Linked DNA regions of Anas platyrhynchos: region 1 is linked to region 2. A link is a contact called in public Hi-C data. All regions are on one chromosome and are shown on one strand. Each heading gives the region's core, a stretch centred on a gene start, on an enhancer-like site or on the middle of the called end of the contact. The rest is flanking DNA. Distances are from core to core; before and after follow the strand shown. Region 1 overlaps PPP1R16B (protein phosphatase 1 regulatory subunit 16B). Region 2 overlaps ACTR5 (actin related protein 5).

The links. Hi-C and Micro-C count contacts between places; a contact is called where the count stands out from the background.
Region 1: a contact with region 2 is called in a Hi-C map of F1 follicle, with 4 times the contacts expected there. The contact joins two enhancer-like sites. A contact is called at or near these places in 4 of 8 Hi-C or Micro-C datasets (F1 follicle, liver, skeletal muscle and 1 more).

Annotation. Positions count from the first base shown.
Region 1 is chr21:7,240,244-7,244,157 of IASCAAS_PekinDuck_T2T, reverse strand. The region is part of intron 3 of PPP1R16B (protein phosphatase 1 regulatory subunit 16B); the gene reads right to left. Among named protein-coding and RNA genes, the nearest start is that of DHX35, 33 kb to the left of the region's middle. Within about 2 kb of position 1,722, at least 1 of the 8 cell types and tissues checked has an H3K27ac peak or open chromatin away from gene starts, as enhancers often do.
Region 2 is chr21:7,181,004-7,184,949 of IASCAAS_PekinDuck_T2T, reverse strand. ACTR5 (actin related protein 5) reads right to left here. Exons shown (of 9, transcript XM_027472951.3): 9 at 2,274-2,865. The coding sequence ends at 2,608. Among named protein-coding and RNA genes, the nearest start is that of PPP1R16B, 10 kb to the left of the region's middle. Within about 2 kb of position 2,194, at least 2 of the 8 cell types and tissues checked have an H3K27ac peak or open chromatin away from gene starts, as enhancers often do.

The DNA of each region.
Region 1 (3,914 bases), core at 473-2,972, 60 kb before region 2:
GCAGGGCCGGCCGCTCCCAGAGCGCCCGTGGTGCTGATGCCCACCATGGGCAGAGGGAGCTCCCTCCCAGTACAACTGGGGGAAACTGGGAGCAGGGCAGCTCCTGGCAGCCAGTGTGGGGCCTGGGGGCTTCCTCGCTGGAAAACAGGGCCAGGAGCACACTGATGCTGATTTACGAAGCTTTGTTCAAGAGAGGTGGAAAGCACACTTGTAAGTCAAACTGGAAGCAAAGTGGGATTTTGTTTGGACACCACCGGCCTCATGTCAGCAAAAAGGGAGGCAAATGTGGACAAAAGAGGAGTAAGGCACTTCCCATCACGGCACCGTTTCACCAAACGCTGGCGTTTCCCTCAGCTGGAAACAACCTGCAGGCATTGACACCTGCTGGGTAAACCGGTACAAAAAAGGGAAAGACAGCGAAGAACAAAACTCGCCCCACACCACGGCAAAACCCCCTCACCACGGCGAGTCCAAGGCATGCCGGTTTGTTTCCAGCTCGGAGGCCAGCACAGGAAGCCTGCAGCTCCTCCAGCTCCCCCAGCACTCTCCTGCGTGCCTGCATCGAGGCGCTGAGCTCCCTCCGGGCAGCACGCCCACCACCACCACCGCGCTCCTGCTGCCCGGCCAGAGCTCTGCTCTGCTCATCGGGGCTGGCTGAGAGGCACGTCACCCCCAGCGGATCTGCTGGCCTGTTATTTATTCTGGATGCTCTGCCATTAAGGCTTTAATTCAATCTGGGCCATTTAAGAGCCATTGTGTCCTAACGACAAGCAGCTCCATAATCACGTTTCGCCTGATTATGGAGATTTGGACAAGTAGATGCTGGCGGATCGACCTTGCGAGTGCTGTCCCTCCGTGGGGAAGATGCAAAAGCATAAATCCTGGCTCATTAGGGTGTTTGGGGTTTTGTGCTGAAGGCTTTGTGGTCACGGCTTGACAGAGCTCGTGGGAGTCTTTAAAGGGTTAAGAATCAGACAAGGATTTGTCTTACCCTAAAGCAGCTTTGAATTCTCCACTGACCCCTGCAGCAGCCCTCGTCTTGGCTGTGCACCACGGCTCCCACCTGCCCGCGGGACCTGCTCACCACTGCCTGCAAAACATTTCCCTCTACACCCCGACACACCAGAGACTGATGGTCACGAGACACCAAAAAAAGCCCCACAAGGTAATAAAGCCCGTCATGGATAGGGTGCCAATGAATTCATGAGGACACTGCTTGGGTAAGAGGCCAGACACCTTGCCAACTCGCCCTAAAGTCAAGTTGGCATCGAGAGGCGCAGCAGTGGGAGCACAAAGCTGGGCAGCAGCAAGTCCTGGCTCCTTCCTCCAAAGCCAGAGGGACGTCACATTGAGTGCTCGCCCACTGCCTGTGCTCCAGGCAGGCTGCAGAGGGACACTGAGGGAGGACGTGGACATCTTCATCCCCCTGCCAACCACCCTACAGCGACCTGGCTTAAAAACATCCCTCCCGTGTGACTGGTGACACCAAACCCGGCTGTAGGAGCAATGTGCATTTGTGGGTTTTCCAGTGCCTGAATAAAGGGGAGCCCAGCTGTGGAGCTTTGCAGTGCTGGAAGACAACCCACCACTTCCAGCACTGCCCCCGATCCCCTCCGCTGTCTGCAGCACGGTGCGAGAGGCAGGGACCTGAGCGAGCAAAGCGCTTCTCTTCGAGGCTGCTGGTGCCACACGCCTGGCTGGGAAGCTCAACTCCTCCTCCTCCCACCACAGCACCAGCGAGGCCATACAGGCAGGAAGGATACGCTCCAGGGATGCAGAGCGATCGCCAAGAGCAGCCGATTGCCTTCTGCTGGTAAAGCCTCAGCACACCGCTCGCAGGGACACTGCTGAACTCAGGCAGCACAGCAGGAAGGGCTGCAGGGGTTAGCAGCCAAATCGCTGCCAGCTTAAAGGGTCGAGGTGACTGCAGCCTGCAAAATGGGCTTTTATGGGTCACATCTGAGCGATCAGCAGGCAGCAGCCTCCACTTCAGCACTTCTGATTAACTCCACTCTGACACTTCTGATTAACTTCTTAAGGAGAGCTCAGTGCCTGCGATGCTGAGCTCTTTCAAATCTGTCCTTCGTGGCGTGTAGGCGGGGGGAGGTGGGGAGAAGGGGCTGGGTGCGTGGATATACTTCATTACAAGTTGTGGGAAGCAGTTCCAAACGCAGAGCAAATGAAGGAACGAAAATTATTACAATAAGAGTGGGGGTGAACAAATTGTTGTGAATAATTCATTGCAAATGATATTAACTGAACAATCACTCAAACGTATTTTCCATTATTCTGCTTGCTCTGCCTATAATTGAACCTTTCACACGCCAAGATGCTGTACATTAATCTTCGATTTATATTTTATCATTCACATCTGCGCTGAGTTAAATGGAAAATGCTCTCACAAAAGCTGTGAAAATGGATCCCCAAAGCAGCAGGTTTTAAGTCACCCTCTGCCCCAGGTCCTGGGGCAGCCCCACGCAGATCCTCCTCCCCGCACACCACAAACCCACTGCCAGCAGCTCCCAAGCCTCGCTTCTCCTCCCCCAAACCTACAAATCAGGGGGAAGACAAAGAAGCCGCTGCAGAGGCCCTAAGGAAAATTCAGCGTGGGGTAATCAGCTCTCTCACCTGAAGAGACAGGACAGCGCTATCATTTTACATTTATTTTACTTCCCACAGAGGTTATACGAGAAACAAATGTTCCAGGAAGGTTCCTGAACCAGATGGAGACTTCTCCGTGGAGAAAAATGCCTTTGTCAGTGCAGTTCCCCCAAAGTCAATAAACTACACCATAAAATTCTGGATAATATCACACTCCCATCTATACCTGGCTTCTGCATACTTCAAGTATTACTAACCCATCACAGACAAAGCCAGCTGATACAGGGAAGAAAAATGAACAAGACAACAAACAAACAAACAAAACACCTTTCTGATAGCAGCTCCCAAAAACATTCAGTTGTCCAGACTGGCAAGCAGGCTTCCCTGCGTGCTCCGAGTTTACACACACGCACGGAGTTTTTGCAGGTCCAGGTTTACGTACAACCTTTGCACTCAGCGACTTCTTTTTGAAAGTGATGTGTAAACTCTTCTGTTTCACTGTCTGGTTCTCCTCTCCTGAAGGACACCTAAAAGCTGCTCTTGCAGTGAGGTTCCTAAGGCAGTGGAAGGATTCTCTGACATTTACACACGATTTCACACAAGTTTCACCTGGGTTACGGTGCACACGTCTGTGCACCAGTAGAAGTCACTTCCACCCAAACACAGCTTTAAGCCAAGCCCCAGTTTGGCAGAAGAAACTCCTCCAGCATCACTCGCAGTGCTGTACGGGTGGTGCCAGCACCAACACGTGTGCCAGCAAAGGTCTCGGCAGCCTGACCCCCGGCCGGGCTCTGGATGGGCTCAGCTACTTCATGATGGGCTTCTCCTGCTACGGTTTTGCAGGGATGTTTATCACATAGGAGAAACTTTGCCAGAAAAATGGTATTGAGGCTACGAGTGCTTTGCCAGCATCGCATCTAGCTGCCTAACGCCACATGCCATGATATTGATATTTAAGAGCCCAACTAAACCCCGAGCAGTCCCAGGAGGAACGTACTCAGCCCTGTCCTCTGCTCCTGCACCGCACCACTGAGAGCCCAGACCGGCCCACTGACAAACTCTGCAGCCTCCTGGAGCTTTCTGAAAGACAAAATAAGCCGTGGAAAACAAAAACCATGCTCAGCTCAAACATTGAGCACGCCTAAAAATAAATATGGCCCGTTTTGCCTGCTGAGCTAGCAGGCGAGACATCCCACCCTGCTTGATGGCTGAGCTTTCTCAGGCAGGATCAAAGCCTGCGAAGACACCTCCCACCTCGGTTACGGCTGGGCACACACGTCCCTCCTACCATACCCACCAAATCTGGCAGGTTT
Region 2 (3,946 bases), core at 945-3,444:
GTTACATGGAAAACAGACACCCAGCTCCTGGCACGGGCACGAGAAAACCCTGCACAGAAGCATCCAAGTGGTGGAGCTCCAGGAGAACTTCAGCCAACGCTGCTGTCAACATGAACACCGCTGCGTCTGCCTGCCCTCAACATCCCACCCCCGTCCCACTTCTGTGCCACTGCTCATGTAGCACTACAGCAAACGTACCAGGGAACCAAACCCAAAACAGGCAGAATTCATCCTGCTTTGCCACATCCATGCTTTTCACATTGCTACTCCAAGCAATTAAGTGACCACCGGCATATTTAGCACAGCTTCTGGCTGTAATCGTAGTGCCCAAGGTCATTCATTACCCCAGCTGCTACAAGGATAAAGTAACAAATTAACTGCTAATATTTAGGACAGGATAAAATTATGCTTCCTTGAAGGTGTTTAGGCAGCTGATCTGGCATTTCTTTACTCCATCAGACTTTGAATTCCCACAAAAAAGTGGTTGGAATGATTTGGCCGAACATTTAAAGCAATGTAACCATCCTCTGCAGAGACCCTTTCAGGTTTCCATGCTGGAAGTTTTCTGCACAGCACCCAGCGCCAGAACAAGTTTCTGCACCACAAGCATTGCTCCTGCCGTGACTGTCAGAGGGGTCAAACAGCAACAGGCCATCAGAGCCTGCACTGCAGCTCACCCACCCGAGCTGAGATCAGAAGAGACACTTGGCTGGGGTGTAACATTTCTGCTGTCAGCACAGCACGTTCTGCCACATTCCTTAAACACCTGCAGAATTGCCGTAATACTCCTGAAAAGCAGCAGGCCTCCGGGCAGCTGGGGACAGAGCGGCAGGCCGAATCTGAGGCCATCTGAAGGTAGCAAACTCCCTTCCCCATCCAGCTAGGGCCAGGCTACGAAGAGCAACCAGCTCAGGGAACCACACAGGAGCAGGTGACAGCTCTTCCCCCTGCTGAGCCATGTATGACTGCAGGACTGCCTGCACACGGGCGTGCCCTCGGTGTTTGATAGCAGATTTTTCTTAAGGTCAGGTGTCTGAGTAATGCTTTCTGAATCCAGCAATGTGCGTATTGCATCCTGTGGCAATAAACTCCACGCTTCAGCACCAAGTACCTCACATCCTTTGTTTTCACTCTGCCAGATGACTTCTCTTGGAGCTCTGCAGTTCTTCGGGGACTGCAAGCCACCACCTGTTTACTTTCCTTATTCCAATTATGGTCTGGATATTTTCCCCCTAGTCTTACCTTTTCCAGACTAGAGGTTTACTTGCCAAACTGCTGCAGTCTGCTTGGGTTTCGGTTCAGCATCGATTATTCTTTTGGGAAAGCAACAGGGAGTCGTTCAGTGTGAGAACTGAATCCCTGGTCAAATTTCAGGTGGAGAGTGCTGTGCAGCAGGACAGGGGCCTGGCTCAAACCCGCATTTTTCAACAACGTACCATCACTCACAGCCTGCAGTCATTAAAGAGGTCAAACCACTGAAACACACACAGCCATGGTAAAGCAAAGAGTTTGCTTTACTGATGAAGAGACTTTTGATGACCATCATCTACTCTTAGACTGCAAGCAATTTAAAAGGGATTTATTATGCCAAATCCGAGCATCTGAAGTGGCTGTCAACCCTGATACATCAGTGTCAGCATTCATCACAACACTGAGACCACCTCAGGCGTGGCGGGGACACAGCATCAGTCCTCTTATTTCCCAGCCTTGCACCAATGAAGCTGACACCGATTGTTTCAGGGGATGTGCTATCAAGAGGCTTCCAGTGGAGGAAGCCAGTGGATTGTGTTATCATGAAACACCAGCAAGCTTTTTGCAGCTAACAGGTGCTTCCAGCCAGCTTTTGAAGAGCAGCAGAGGAGATTCCCCCCCAACCAAGAGCTGCCCTGCTCAGCCACCACTCCTGTAAAACCACCTGAGCACTACGTGCACCTCAGCTTCCTTCTGGACTGTGCTTTATGGGGGGCTGTTTCTGTACAGCTGGACCACACGTTACGTCAGGTCTCCAGTTTCAAGCAACGTCAGTAATACCAACAACCACATAAAGCATCCAGAATCCCCCTGATTGGGGGAAGTTTGGCGGAAAGCACGCAGCGGGATGGACATCGGACAAGACACAAGGCCAGGGAGCCTCAGGAGGAGGCAGAGAGCAGCCCCTCTGGCCTCCAGCAGCATGACACAGCCTGAGAAGCACTCGCTGTGACGAGCGAGGGAGACGCCTGCTGGACTGCCTTGCATGATACAAGTCGAGCTTCTGAATCACACCACGAAAGTGGCATACAAGCAGTAAGTTTTAATAAAAAAATATAAAACATTTGCAAAATCCCGAAGTCTTACTATGAGAGTTCCTAAGGCTGTACTTTTCTCCGGAATGCACTTTTCCTGTGTTCCTCCTTGCCGACTCGCCCTCCCGCGCTATGCAGCAGCAGCGCTGCGTGTGCCAGGTGCTGCCCCAGAGCAGCTCGGCCGTTTGCCCCTTCAAGGGGCTGGATGAGATGCTTTGTGCTGAGGCCTGTGCTCCACGCACAGCTCAGACTGCAAGACCACAGGGAACTCTTCTCTTTGCTCTTTTATCTCCCCCTGGGGGGCTGTGGCAAAGGCTCTGTGCTACGCCTGCTCACAAGGATTGCCCGTGCTAGATGTCAGAGCTCTGCTGGGTGCTAGTGCCTCTGTAGTCCGTGGGGCTTGCTTTGGAAGTCTGATGGGAACATAAACGTTTGAAGCACAGTGTTCCTTGAGATATTCTCCCCCCTTTTCTTCATAGTCCTTCCTGGTTATCCAGCCTTCCTCACGGGTCATGTGTTCCACTGCCCAGTCCCTAGCCCCATACCAGGCATCTAAAATTGGGCTGGAGGCAAGGTGAACCTGGATGGAAGGAAAACACAACAATAAATGTAGGAGAATATTGAGTTGTTTAAAAACTAAACACAGAAAAGTCCTTTTTATGCTGGTTAGAATAGTATAGGATGCAAATCACAATTTCAGAAGTCTCAGCTGATAATTCAGTGCTTCTGAAAGGAGCACTAGGGAAGGATCTGACATGTTTTCACCTTGAGATCAGTTCACCATGAGACTGCAGTTTCTACAGACTACAAAGCCTGTATTATCACATTCACAACCAGCAGCCCTCACAGCTGGAAGCCAACACAGGAGGACCTGGTAGTAACACAAAAAAAGTATCAAGTGCTCCATTGTGAATTCCAGCAATGCTGCAGGCTAAGAAATCACAGTATGTGGGGAAAAGACCACACGTGTCCTTTCCACTGGTGTAGATCCCATTTCTATTTAAGTGATTCCTGTCACTGCAGCTTAAAATGCTTTCCTGCTGCAATTACAGGCAGGCTAGACTAGACACCGTGCAAGTACCATATGAAATATCTGAAATGACAGATTTTTGACAGAACCAAACTATGGAACATATTTTAATGGAAAGAAATCCTTATTCTGTTAGAAATAGTGATATTCAAAGCAGCTCATTCTCTTCCCATTGACAACCTATGGACCCCAAACCAGCAAGCAATATCCTTCCTAAAATTGCCAGGTACATGGTAGTTTGTCAGTCACACCCTGCTCAGAGCTACAAAAAGTCACTCCACACAGCAAGTGTTACAGAACCTGTTACAGGACCACAAACTGCCACAAGATTTACTGCTTTTCTTCTCCTCCTGTGCTTAAAGCGATCTGCTATTTGAGACAGTAGTAGATTTTGGTACATAAGCTAGTTTCAGACCAGCAAGAGAGGCTTTTACAAAACGCATGGCAAGCTCTGGGTCTTCCCCAGCTGGGATAGTGCTATTGAGAAAGTAGCAGAGGACGATAGGTTTGTAAGATAGGTACTATTATCTGCTATCCCACAGTTGTTACATTTAACAAGTCAAACAGATAACTTCATTTTGAAATGAGCTGTGTTCGTCCCAACTGCTATCCCTAACAGAGACCATTTGTT